Regions from separate parts of the Pan troglodytes genome. Here region 2 is linked to region 1. A link is a contact called in public capture Hi-C data. All regions are on one chromosome and are shown on one strand. The core of a region is the stretch at or near the end of the contact, and the rest is flanking DNA. Distances in the headings are between cores, read along the strand shown.

Region 1 (6,879 bases), core at 2,953-5,452:
AGTGCTAGCTCGGGCCGGGAGGAGCCGCAGCCGGAGGAGGGGGAGGAGGAAGAAGAGAAGGAAGAGGAGAGGGGGCCGCAGTGGCGACTCGGCGCTCGGAAGCCGGGCTCATGGACGGGTGAGGCGGCGGTGTGCGCAGACAGTGCTCCAGCCGCGCGCGCTCCCCAGGCCCTGGCCCGGGCCTCGGGCCGGGGAGGAAGAGTAGCTCGCCGAGGCGCCGAGGAGAGCGGGCCGCCCCACAGCCCAAGCCGGAGAGGGAGCGCGAGCCGCGCCGGCCCCGGTCGGGCCTCCGAAACCATGAACTTTCTGCTGTCTTGGGTGCATTGGAGCCTTGCCTTGCTGCTCTACCTCCACCATGCCAAGGTAAGCGGTCGTGCCCGGCTGGCGCCGCGGGCCGCTGCGAGCGCCTCTCCCGGCTGGGGACGTGCGTGCGAGCGCGCGCGTGGGGGCTCCGTGCCCCACGCGGGTCCATGGGCACCAGGCGTGCGGCGTCCCCCTCTGTCGTCTTAGGTGCAGGGGGAGGGGGCGCGCGCTAGGTGGGAGGGTACCCGGAGAGAGGCTCACCGCCCACGCGGGCCCTGCCCACCCACCGGAGTCACCGCACGTACGATCTGGGCCGACCAGCCGAGGGCGGGAGCCGGAGGAGGAGGCCGAGGGGGCTGGGCTTGCGTTGCCGCTGCCGGCTGAAGTTTGCTCCCGGCCGCTGGTCCCGGACGAACTGGAAGTCTGAGCAGCGGGGGCGGGAGCCAGAGACCAGCGGGCAGGGGGTGCTCGGACCTTGGACCGCGGGAGGGCAGAGAGCGTGGAGGGGGCAGGGCGCAGGAGGGAGAGGGGGCTTGCTGTCACTGCCACTCGGTCTCTTCAGCCCTCGCCGCGAGTTTGGGAAAAGTTTTGGGGTGGATTGCTGCGGGGACCCCCCCTCCCTGCTGGGCCACCTGCGCCGCGCCAACCCCGCCCGTCCCCGCTCGCGTCCCGCTCGGTGCCCGCCCTCCCCCGCCCGGCCGGGTGCGCGCGGCGCGGAGCCGATTACATCAGCCCGGGCCTGGCCGGCCGCGTGTTCCCGGAGCCTCGGCTGCCCGAATGGGGAGCCCAGAGTGGCGAGCGGCACCCCTCCCCCCGCCAGCCCTCCGCGGGAAGGTGACCTCTCGAGGTAGCCCCAGCCCGGGGATCCAGAGAACCATCCCTACCCCTTCCTACTGTCTCCAGACCCTACCTCTGCCCAGTGCTAGGAGGAATTTCCTGACGCCCCTTCTCTTCACCCATTTCCTCTTTAGCGTGGAGAGAAGCCCCTGTCACCCCGTTTATTTTCATTTCTCTCTGCGGAGAAGATCCATCTAACCCCTTTCCGGCCCCAGAGTCCAGGGAAAGGATGATCACTGTCAGAAGTCGTGGCGCGGGAGCCCACCGGGCGCTTTGTCACATTCCACCGAAAGTCCCGACTTGGTGACAGTGTGCTTCCCTTCCCTCCCCAACAGTTCCGAGTGAGCTGTGCTTTAGCTCTCGTGGGGGTGGGTCAAGGGAGGATTTGAAGAGTCATTGCCCCACTTTACCCTTTTGGAGAAATGGCTTGAAATTTGCTGTGACACGGGCAGCATGGGAATAGTCCTTCCTGAACCCTGGAAAGGAGCTCCTGCCAGCCTTGCACACACTTTGTCCTGGTGAAAGGCAGCGCTGGAGCAGGTGTTTTTTTGGAACTCCAAACTTGCCCACCCAACTTGCTTCTGAAAGGGACTCTAAAGGGTCCCTTTCCGCTCCTCTCTGACGCCTTCCCTCAGCCAGAATTCCCTTGGAGAGGAGGCAAGAGGAAAGCCATGGACAGGGGTCGCTGCTAACACCGCAAGTTCCTCAGACCCTGGCACAAAGGCCTTGGCTACAGGCCTCCAAGTAGGGAGGAGGGGGAGGAGTGGCTGCCTGGCCACAGTGTGACCTTCAGAGGCCCCCAGAGAAGGACACCTGGCCCCTGCCTGCCTAGAACCGCCCCTCCTGTGCCCCCTGGCCTTGGAAGGGGTATGAAATTTCCGTCCCCTTTCCTCCTTGGGGCCCAGGAGGAGTGGAGGGTCCCGCAAGAATATTGTCAGGGGGAAGGCAGGGGGTGTCATGGGAATGGGTGAGGGGGCTGAGGTGCAGAATCCAGGGGGTCCCTGGAGGAGCCGCAGTGGTAAGCTGTCCAGCTGGAAGCCTGGTAACTGTTGTTTTCTCTTGAGAGGGGCTTCCTGTGACCTTGGCTGTCTCTGGGAGCAGGGCTGGGGTACCTGAGTGGGGTGCATTTGGGGTGTGTGGGAAGGAGAGGGAAAGAAAGATGGACAGTGGGACTCTCCCCTAGCAGGGTCTGGTGTTCCGTAGGCTAGAGTGCCCCTCTACTCTGCGAGTGCTGGGCGGGAGGGGAGTTGGTGAGAGCTGGAGACCCTCAGGAAGGGCTGGCAGAAGCCTTTCCTTTTGGGTGCTGTCAGGTCCGCATGTCTTGGCGTGTTGACCTTCACAGCTTCTGGCGAGGGGAGGAATGATCTGGTGCGGGTGGGGAGGGTTAGAGGAGGCCTCAGGCCTAAGGTGGTGCAGGGGGCCCCCTAGGGGCTGGGCAGTGCCAAGGCATAAAAGCCTTCCCTGATCCCTGGTGGCATTTGAAGGTGCCCAGGTGAGAGGGGCTTGGCACCTCCTCACCCTGGGAGGGAGAAGAAACCAGGGAACAGGTAGGAGTGGGAGACAGGTGAGGCTTTGGAAATCTATTGAGGCTCTGGAGAGATTTGTGTAGAGAGGAAAATGTGGTTCTCCCCCAGGGTCTCCTCCTGGGTTTTTACCCTCTAAGCAACCTGTGGGCATGCTGGGTTATTCCTAAGGACTAGAAGAGCTTGGATGGGGGAGGGTGGTTGGTGCCCTTCGGTCCTCGGCACCCCCCTCCGTCTCCAACACCAGCTCACCCTGGTATTTGTCATGTCAGCAGGAGAAGGTCACCATGTTGTTTTTCTCGCCCCTAGTCCTTCCTTCCTGCCCCAGTCCAAATTTGTCCTCCTATTTGACCTTAATACTTACCATGGCTTTGGACCAGGGAATCAGGGGGATAGTGAGAGCAGGGAGAGGGAAGTGTGGGGAAGGTACAGGGGACCTCGACAGTGAAGCATTCTGGGGTTTTCCTCCTGCATTTCGAGCTCCCCAGCCCCCAACATCTGGTTAGTCTTTAACTTCCTCGGGTTCATAACCATAGCAGTCCAGGAGTGGTGGGCATATTCTGTGCCCGTGGGGACCCCCGGTTGTGTCCTGTTCGACTCAGAAGACTTGGAGAAGCCAGAGGCTGTTGGTGGGAGGGAAGTGAGGAGGGAGGAGGGGCTGGGTGGCTGGGCCTGTGCACCCCAGCCCCTGCCCATGCCCATGCCTTGCTCTCTTTCTGTCCTCAGTGGTCCCAGGCTGCACCCATGGCAGAAGGAGGAGGGCAGAATCATCACGAAGGTGAGTCCCCCTGGCTGTTGGATGGGGTTCCCTGTCCTCTCAGGGGATGGGTGGATGGCCTAAATCCTTTTTCTTCAGAACTGTGGGGAGGAAGGGGAAGGGGCACAGGAATATAAGGATCAAGAAAGAAAGAGCTGGGCACCATGAGGTTCACCCTCAGTTTCGTGAGGACTCTCTGCTGTTCAGGTCTCTGCTAGAAGTAGGACTTGTTGCCTTTTTCTTCTGCTCTTTCCAGTAAAATTTTATTTGGAGAAGGAGTCGTGCGCACAGAGCAGGAAGACAGTGTTCAGGGATCCTAGGTGTTGGGGGAAGTGTCCCTTGTTTCCCCTAGCTCCCAGGGGAGAGTGGACATTTAGTGTCATTTCCTATATAGACATGTCCCATTTGTGGGAACTGTGACCCTTCCTGTGTGAGCTGGAGGCACAGAGGGCTCAGCCTAATGGGATCTCCCCTCCCTTCCCTGGTTTGCATTCCTTTGGGGGTGGAGAAAACCCCACTTGACTATGTTCGGGTGCTGTGAACTTCCCTCCCAGGCCAGCAGAGGGCTGGCTGTAGCTCCCAGGCGCCCCGCCCCCCTGCCCAACCGCGAGTCCGCCTGCCTTTTGTTCCGTTGTGGTTTGGATCCTCCCATTTCTCTGGGGACACCCTGGCTCTCCCCACCACTGACTGTGGCCTGTGCTCTCCACCTCTGGGGAGGGAAGGCCCTGGGGTCTTCCTTCCCGCGAGTTTCCCTGACCTAAATCTGGCGTGGCTGGGTAGTGGCCAGCAGTGGTGATGCCCAGCCTGTTCTGCCTCCTCCTTCCCCACCCCAGGAGCCCTTTCCTTGGCCTAGGACCTGGCTTCTCAGCCACTGACCGGCCCCCTGCTTCCAGTGTGCCACTTACCCCTTCCAGCTTCCCAGTGGTCTCTGGTCTGGGAGAGGCAGGACAAATGGTCTTTGTTTGCTGGAGAAAAGGTTGTCTGCGATAAATAAGGAAAACCACGAAAGCCTGGTTGTTGGAGTGTATGTGTGTGCTCCCCCAGGCAGTGGAGGCCAGCCCTCCTTGGAGGGGCGGCTGCCTGATGAAGGATGCGGGTGAGGTTCCCCCCCTCCACCTCCCATGGGACTTGGGGATTCATTCCAAGGGGAAGCTTTTTGGGGGAATTCCTACCCCAGGTCTTTTTACCCTCAGTTACCAACCCCTTGCCCAGGCCAGACCTTCCTGCTATCCCCTCCTGGGCCACAAGCCTGGCCCTCCTCTGTCCCAATTGTGATGAAGGGGCAGTTCAAAACTTCTTGATTAGTCATCTTCTCCCCTATCGACTTGGCTTTAAAAAATGACCTTTTCAGACTTCTGGTCTCGTTCACTCTTTTTGATGATGCTTTGCCGTAACCCTTCGTGGGTAGAGAAGGATTCTGTGCCCATTGGTGGTCTGGATAAAAGAAATAGAGACCTCACAGGAAGCAGTGGACTGGCCTGTTTCCCCACTGTTCTTTCTGTTTTCACACCTGTGGCCTTCTCCCCACCTTCTTCCCAATCAACCTGTTGTGTACATAGCCCCCCTCGTTGTCCTTTATTCTTCTGGAAAGCAGACCTTGGAGGGAGGAGTGAGGGGGAGGCTCAGCTGTGGTCTCTGGGGGGTGGGGGTTGGGAGCTGGGGTGGAAGTCCACGAGGCATACACTTAAGATGCTTTGGTGAAGTTCTAAACTTCATATTACCCAGGCTGAAAAAAGAGCACTTGTTCCTAGGGCTGGAAATGGAAGCCAAAACACCACCTTTTCAGCCTGTTTCAGCATCTTTAGAGATCAGTCCAACCCACTTACACAGTTGAGCAGAGTTGGAGGCCTAGAGAGGGGAGGGACTGGCCCAAGGTCATACCAACTCATGGCCAGAGCCTGGGCCTCCTCACTAGCCAGGTGTTATTTCTTCCCTCTGTGTAGGGAACCTATTTCAGGGACAGGATTGCTATGTGGTAGTGGTGGTGGGGTGCGATAGGCGTGGCAGGCTGGGCCACAATTTGGAGTAGTCATGCCAGAGTCCTGCATTTATTTATTCTCAAGGGCCCCGCCCCTGTGGCCCAGAATTACCCCTTCATGCTCCAGTGCACCCCAGGCTTCGCGGCCAGCCTGGGAAACTGTCTCTACCCTGGTCTCCCTTCAGATCAGCTTCTAGAAATGTTTCGTGGCTACAGTGGCAGCACTGTTTTTTCCATGATGCAAGCAGTTTGCCCTCTTGGGCGGGGTTATCAGTGGCTGGCAGGGCTGGCACAGCGTGTCCGCCCACTGCCACCTGTGGGTTCCAGGAGGGCCCAGCCCCTGTGCTGATGCCCACCACCTTCTCAGCTCATGTCTGGGGAAGAGGACTGGCAGGGGGAAAGGTGCCTCCTCCTGAAAGGTGCCTCCTCTGTTTTTGCCTAATATAGGCTTGGGAACACTTTGATGTCAGCTAATTCTGACTCCTTTACTTACTAGCTGTGCGGCCTTGGGGCAACTTACTTAGCCTCTTTGAGCCTCCTTTTCCCCATCTGTAAAATGGAATCTCAATAGTGTCTAATAGTACCATGTGGAGAAACTTGTGTGAGATGATAGCTGTGGACTACTGTACACAGTACTCAGGATGTAGTAAGTGCTCAATAAACAGCTGTTGGTATGGTTGACGTTATGGTAGTGGTTGTGGGGAGGACGTAGGAAACTGGAGACTAGCTTGGCAAAGCTGGCTCTTCCTCCTTTTAGGGAAAGCTTAGAGCATCCCCATGGGGTATACCCATACTCAAACTGTCCTCTGGCATCGAGGTTGGCCCAGGATTCAGTTCAGCTGTCACAGTGAGGTGGCGGGATCAGATGTGGCAGGCCGTGTCCCTTGGAACTTGAGTACATCGTGTGATCTCTGGAATGAAAACAGGCCTTCACCAGTGTTGATGGTGGAAAGCTTAGGGAAGTGCTTCAAACACAGTAGGAGGGACTTACATTAGATTTTGGAAGGACTTGCCTGATTCGGAAGCTCCAAAGAGTGGCATTACAGAGCTGGGTGGAGAGAGGGGCTAGCCATCTTTTGTGTCGCCCACCGGGCTCATGTGTCGTCGCCTCTCATGCAGTGGTGAAGTTCATGGATGTCTATCAGCGCAGCTACTGCCATCCAATCGAGACCCTGGTGGACATCTTCCAGGAGTACCCTGATGAGATCGAGTACATCTTCAAGCCATCCTGTGTGCCCCTGATGCGATGCGGGGGCTGCTGCAATGACGAGGGCCTGGAGTGTGTGCCCACTGAGGAGTCCAACATCACCATGCAGGTGGGCATCTTTGGGAAGTGGGGCAAGGGGGGGATAGGGAGGGGGGTAACACTTTGGGAACAGGTGGTCCCAGGTCGTTTCCTGGCTAGATTTGCCTTGTCTGGCTCCTGCCCCTGAGTTGCACAGGGGAGGTATGGTGGGGTCTTGCCTTCTGTAGAGAAGATG
Region 2 (6,800 bases), core at 3,630-6,129, 200 kb after region 1:
TATATATAAGATATTATATATAAGATATTATATAATATATGTTATATATAAAGTATATATAATAGATATTATATAATATATGTTATATAGAAAGTATACATAATATATATTATATATATTATATAATATATATAACTTATATATTATATAATATATATAACTTATATATTATATAATATATATAACTTATATATTATATATAATATATATAACTTATATATTATATATAATATATATAACTTATATATTATATATAATATATATAACTTATATATTATATATAATATATATAACTTATATATTATATATAATATATATAACTTATATATATTATATATAATATATATAACTTATATATATTATAAACTTATATATATGTATTATGTGTATATAAGCTCTTCCCACTTTGGAAATCATTGACTTCAACTACAAGGAAGGGCATGTCGTCCAGCGGTTAAGTTTGTGGGCCCTGGAGCCAGGCTGCCTGAGTTCAAATCTTGGCTCTGCCACATACTAGCTGAGGGACTTCGGGGAAGCAATGTAACCTCTTCCGGGTTGGTCTTTCATTTGTAAAATGGGATGATGAGTATAATAGCAATTAAGTAGAATAGCCAGGGGCTCCTTGAAAGGACAAAGACAGCATGGCCACTCCCATACCATCCCTAGGATGACCACTGGGTGCAAGCCCATTGCCCCTTAGAAGATTCCTCATCCCCAACTTCCAGGCAAGCTAGACTCACCAACCAATCCATAAAGCACCTACTGTGTGCTTAGCACCAAGCGGGTAGGTTTGAAGGATGATGCTCCCCTGACCCCAGACATACACAATATGCAGACTGCTTAATGGGTTCACAGAGTCTCGTGAGAACTTCTCTCCATTGTGCAGGATGGGGTAACTGAGGGCCAAAGAGAGGACACTAGGTCTTTAGAACACAAGCAGGACTTGCTTCCCAGGGCCGGAAAGAACTTTGAAAAGGAAATGTCAAAAGCACAATGGCAATTCTGAGCCGAGCAGGGAGGAAGGAGAGAGGGGAGCTGAGAGGGAATGATAGTGCATGGAGGAGCAGGCTGTGGATGTGGGAGTGTATAAGCTGCAGCCTGGTGCTCTGCGAGGAGCTGCCAGTGAGCCACCAGCCTTTGCAGAGCAGAGAACTCAGGTGGTGGGAGAGCTGAGCCCAACTCTTGCAGATCACTTGGTTGCGGGGAGGACTCACTGGCTATCCTGGCTCCCTGGCCAAGCCCCATCCCCACGTCCACCCACTCCCACCTACCTTGCCCAATCTGCACTGGGCCCTGGAGGATGTTGCCAAACACTAGGTCATTGACCTTGGGTGTGGGGTAGGCACAGCAGGGAAGGTGGGGGGTGGGAGAGGGGCCAGCAATCCCTGTTTGACTGGAGCTGTTCCAGGGCTGCTTGGGCTGACCCGACTGCTCCCATGTCATTGCTGAGCTGTCGGGGCTGTAGAGTCACTAGCCTTACAAATCTGGAGGCAGCAGGCTGTGTGGACTCTGGCCTGGTGCCCCCTCTCTGTGGCAGTACCTGGTGTGTGTGTGTGGGGCCTTCCAGGTGCCTGACCCCTGCCCACCCCAACTTGCTGCACCCTCTCCCGGGAACATTCTCAGTGGAAGCTCATAATCTCCTTTTAAAAATCCTGGTTCACCCCAAACTGACTTGTAGAGGCCACTCCAACCTCCCACCTCGCCCACATTAGGATTCCAACCAGATAATTTCAAATGACACCCCACCCCCCAACCTCCTGCTGCTGACAGCTTCCTCCTTCTTCCTAGCTAGCTCATCCTCCATTCATTGTCCCCTCCTAACTCTCCCCCATCTCCCTCCCTCTTAGCCAGCTCACAGGCAGGACAGGGCAGAGATTCAGGAGGGCAAAGTCTTCACCCCAGGAATGAGGTGGTTTGAGTTCCCAGTTTTGTCCCTTATTGCTGTGAGACCTTGGACAAGTTATTCAATGTGTGTCTTAGTTTCTTCATCTATGAAGTGGGATTAATAATAGTACCAATCTCTTGGAGTCATCAGAAAGACTAGAGGGAGTGGTCATTATTATTAATTCCTTACCAACCTCCCTTCCCCCACACCCCTCCTCATCCAGCCTTCACCCTCTCTACTCCCCCAACCCCCAATATACACACAGGAATCGGGAATTACATAGAGGGTGAGACGTATACCAATGGCACTTCATCAGAACTACTGCCTTTCTGAGACCTGAGGGCAGTAGTGTGTTGGAGCCAGTCTGCTGCAGCTTGGACAGTTGTAAACTTTTCTTCCCAACTGCTTATCCATTGACTTCAGGTTGGTAGTCTGAAGTCAGCCATGGTGGGAGTATTTACACCACAGAAATTGGCAAATGCTACAAAAGAGGACTTTTTCACCCAGAGAGCTGGTCGTGAAACAATAACCAGCCACTGCCTGGGGGTCAGGGTACCCTGAACATTGACCACAGCAGCAAGCACCTGGGAAAGGGCTAGAAAGGCCCTGGATGGGGGGTGTGGGTAGAGCTACTCAGCCCCATCTCCTTTTTCCTCCCCTCCAGCCCCCTTCAGCCCTGTGCCTGGACCACTAAGGTTGCTTCCTGACTGAGGACCCTGTACCCACTCAGCCCCCTCCACTCTCCTCTCTACTATCTTGAAATAAAAACCAACCTTAGGCCCTCCTCTTAGGGTGAGGGTGAGCCCCCCAGGCCATGTAGGCTCTGGCCCCTTTCTTCCTGCTCTTCCTCTGAGTGCCTCCACCCTTATTCACAGGCTCACTCTTGTCTCAGAGCCTCTGCCTAGACTGCTCTTCCCAGCCTCCAAACCCACTTTCCAGGGCTGATCTGCATTCACACTTCAATGTTCTTCTCTGATCACCCACCCACCCCACCTCAAGAACAATGCTTATCACAGTTTTTATCATTTTTGTGTGTGCAGTTATTTCAAGTTTTTCTCACCCACAGAGATGGAAAGCTTCAGGAAGGGAACAGGTTCTGGCTTGTTCAGCACTAATCTCCCACACAGGGCCTAAAATATAGTAGGTGCCTGATAAATATTTACCAAATGGATGAATGAACTATCCCGTTGGAACACTGATGTTAAGCAGTAAGGGAATGCTTTTAAACCAGGAGGGAGGGCTGTGCTTACAGTGGAGACCTGAGCACAGTGCGGAAGTGCAAGTCCCTGTCCCATCTTTACTTACTGTGTGATGTGGGAATCTCCATTTCCTCTCCTGTAGGATGGGATCATAATAATGACAATCACACACTTGGCAAAACCCTGAGGTTGCTACGCCATCAAATGCAACAACAGACGTGAGAATCTTCTACGAACTGCCCAGCCAAGTCTGCAGAGGACTGACAATGGGCTTGGATTCAGATCCCAGCACTGCTGCTTAGTAGCTGGGTCAGCTTGGAGAAGTGACTCAATCTCTTTGAGTGTCAGTCTCCTCAAAGATGCAGTGCAATCTCTACCTCATAGGGAAGTAGGAGAGAGACAGTGTGTCTCAAGCACTCAACACCAAGTCTAGCACGGAGTAAGCCTGAAGCTCAAGTGGGCATCCACTGTGACTATTACCTTTATCGCCAAACATATTTTATACAGGAGCTGTGTAGCATTGCTTATTGAGAAACCAAAGAATGATGTTATAGTATATGTTTTTATAATACCCCTAGGACAGGAGGGTGGGGCAGACTTTGGGGAGAGACCTCCTTGAGCATCTCTTCATGCTAGGCACTGGGCTGTACACACATGGGGAGCTGCCAGCCATCTCCGCCTGCCCTAAGGTGGTTCATTCTACAGGCTCATTCATCTCTGGAAAGTAAAACCAGCCACAGTGGAAGGAGCATCTGAGGCAGATCCTGGCCACAGGCAGAACCCTGTGGGAATCAGGCCATAGGACATTTATGCAATATGGTTGAACAGGAACAGGGTAGTGGCCTCTTAGAGCTCAGCTTCAGATCACAGGGAAATGGGGTTTCCCATAGGGCCAGGGTAGGTTCAGGATGGAGGCCAAAACCACTTGGGTAGGCTGGGCTGAGCACTTGATTGGGGGGTCAGGAGAGGGAGGTACCACAATCTGAGCACCTCCTATTAATACTTGGCAGGCTGTGGCCTGGGCACTTTAAACAGCATCAAAGCAATCCTACCAGGTAGGTGCTACTAGCCCATTTTCCAAAGGAAGAAACTAAGGCTCAGAGAAGTGAGGCCAAAATATGCTGAACCAGAATTCTACTCCTTGAGCAGGCAGCTTTCCACTGACCCAGCCTGCCTCCCCCGGGGAAGGAACCTAGGTGCTGACGGGACCTGTCCTGGGCTGTCTCCAAGGAGAGAAAGCAAGCAACAGGGCCCAGGACCCTGGACTCTCTCCCCCAAGTCTCCTCCACTTCCAAGTAGAAGTGGAGACCTCTGTATGCCTCTAGAAGAATAATATTATTAAGAATGTTATTAGCTATAATTTAATGAGCGATTATTATGTGCCAGTGAGCTTTCATTAACTCATTTAATGCTCACAACAGCCCGGTGGCTGGGTCCCTGTCTACCTTTATATATGGATGAGAAACCAAAGTCCAGAAAAGCTAGCATTGATTCCTCTGGCGCCTCTTCTACTTTTTTGGAAAATAAAAATGCGTTGTTGCAATACTTTGGAGCATCAACCCAGAATCACATAACAAGAACAGAGGAATTAGTCAGTTGCAAAGTCCTCCCTTGTGTCTACCCCAAGTCCCTCAGGCTGCAGTGAGAGCTTGACATTCCCCAGCTTCTCTGGGCCAGCCAGCAGCCACCCCCTACCATGTGGCCTTGGCCCCTCCTCTGCTGGGAATCAGGAGGGGGGTGGTCCTCCTTTGTTCCCCAGGCTTGGGGGAGCATTCCTACCCCAGAGAGGCCAGCTGAGGTCACGGGTCTATGCCCCCTCCCCAGGCCAGCCTGACCAAGCTGGCAGCCCCGTCAATCAGGTGCAGCCTGCTCAGCAGCCAGCCTTTTATTTCCTAAATTAAAAGGGCTTGTGATTCCTGATTGAATTAAAGGCGGGAAGGTCAGCTCTGAGACCAGCAGGGAGATTTCAATCACGGGAGACCGGAGGCAGCCAGGGTGGGCAGGGGGGCAAGGCAGGGAGCAGACAAGGCTGGGAGCAAGAGTAGGGACGGGCACCACCGCTTCTCTCCCAGGCCAGACCAGTCAAAGCATGGTACAAGGGTGGCTAGTCCACAGCACCCACCCCCACAACCCTTTTGAAAATGTCAGTTTGAATTAAAGAAATTTCATCCTCTGATACAGCAGACAACCTGAACTGCTGGACTAGGCAGACTTGCTTGCGTATCTGTTAGTTAAAATGCCCTCAGAAAAGTGAATTCCACAGTTTCCCTCATTTCCTACTGTCAACAGGTTCTTTCTGACTTCTCTCTTAAACTCCATGTTGGATCTTAAGGAGACAAAGATGACGCTACTTGCTTTGAAGTTATAAAGGACAGTCAATCAGCTGCTTTTTCGGCACCTATGGCTCAGGCTCAGGGATCCTGCAAACTGCCAGTGCTTTCCTGCGACCTGGGTAGACTGGGGAGAGGACTGCAATGAACACAGTCTTCCTGGCTGTGTGCTTGGGGGAAAGCTCCTCATTTGCCCAGGGACTCAGTTTCCCCATCTGTGCAATGGGCAGCATAGTCCGTACAGGATTTGCTGGAGTACTAGCCTTCCCTGGATAGTCAGGGTTGAGATGTGCCTTTTTGCTTGGGCTAGCACTGAGTCTACCTTATATATAACCCTGGAGTCCCCCTGCCAAGAGTCAAGTCAGGAAGTACAAGGGCTTGATTCCTATCTCTGCAGGGCAGATATGGAAGCCCTGGGGTAAATGCCCCATGTCCTCCAAGGATAGGCAGGAAGAACAGGCTTGACCCATGGTGGGGCTAAAGTTAAATATCAGGATGAACTGACTTCCTCAGTGAGAGTGGTTTCTGGAACTAGATCACGGAGAAGCCTTTTCCCCTCTCCCTACCCGCTACCCCCTCCGGTCCCGTGCTATCTCCATGCAGGCAGCCTTAGATATAGGGGTTGCACCACAAGTGGTGGGACTGAGATCAGACGTGAGAAAGGACTTCCTAATGGTGGGCGAGATAAGGCAGTAATATACATCATCTAAGGAGGGGTGCCTGTGGGGCACGTTTAAGGAAATAGGGAATCATGGGCACCACCTAAGGCAGTGGAGGTAAGCTCTGGGCCTGGAGCCAGAGAGCTGGTTCCCTTCTCAAACCTTGCTGGTCTTGAGCAGGTCCTTTGCCTCTTCTGCGGAAGGGAGGTGATGATGCCATCTTAGCAAACAAGGCACGCACAGGCTTCTAATGGCAGAGTGACATGGGCGGCTGAGGGTCGGTTGTGTGGGTGGCTTTTTCCTGTATATATGAATTTTATATTCCCTTCCAAAAAGTCAGTAATATCTTTTTAATGCCTTGGCATAGCTGTGTCTTTCTCTACCAGCAGATTCACAATTCCTGTTCCATGTTCCAGACACTGTTTTAAGTACTTTACATATATTTAACTCATTTAACCTTCTCAATAACTGTCATGATCCCCATTTAGAGATGGGGAAACTGAGGCACAGAGCAGTCCAGTAATTTGCCCAAACTTAGCAGTAGCAGAGTGATGGTTTGAATCGGGGCAGCCAGGCTCTGGAACAACGCTAGCACTCAAGCTAGAACTCTCTGTGATGAAAGAGTCCTTCTGTATCTGTGCTATGCAGTGTGGCAGCCATGAGCATTTGCCATATGACTTATGTGACCAAGAAACTGGATTTTACTTTTACTTCATTTTAACTTAAG

Evidence for each region. Capture Hi-C pulls out chosen DNA fragments and counts their contacts.
Region 2: a capture Hi-C map of stem cell-derived neural stem cells shows a contact between it and region 1, with 5 times the contacts expected there. The contact joins two enhancer-like sites. A contact is called at or near these places in 1 of 1 datasets of contacts at active chromatin or transcription factors (stem cell-derived excitatory neurons) and 1 of 1 other capture datasets (stem cell-derived neural stem cells).

The regions. Positions count from the first base shown.
Region 1 is chr5:49,662,864-49,669,742 of NHGRI_mPanTro3-v2.0_pri, forward strand. It overlaps VEGFA (vascular endothelial growth factor A), which reads left to right. Exons shown (of 5, transcript XM_063813048.1): 1 at 1-363; 2 at 3,390-3,441; 3 at 6,518-6,714. The coding sequence starts at 298. Among named protein-coding and RNA genes, the nearest start is that of VEGFA, 4.2 kb to the left of the region's middle. Within about 2 kb of position 4,203, at least 6 of the 24 cell types and tissues checked have an H3K27ac peak or open chromatin away from gene starts, as enhancers often do. A contact at or near this core is called in stem cell-derived neural stem cells, where this site is marked.
Region 2 is chr5:49,860,087-49,866,886 of NHGRI_mPanTro3-v2.0_pri, forward strand. No RefSeq gene overlaps it. Among named protein-coding and RNA genes, the nearest start is that of LINC03040, 34 kb to the right of the region's middle. Within about 2 kb of position 4,880, at least 1 of the 24 cell types and tissues checked has an H3K27ac peak or open chromatin away from gene starts, as enhancers often do. A contact at or near this core is called in stem cell-derived neural stem cells, where this site is marked.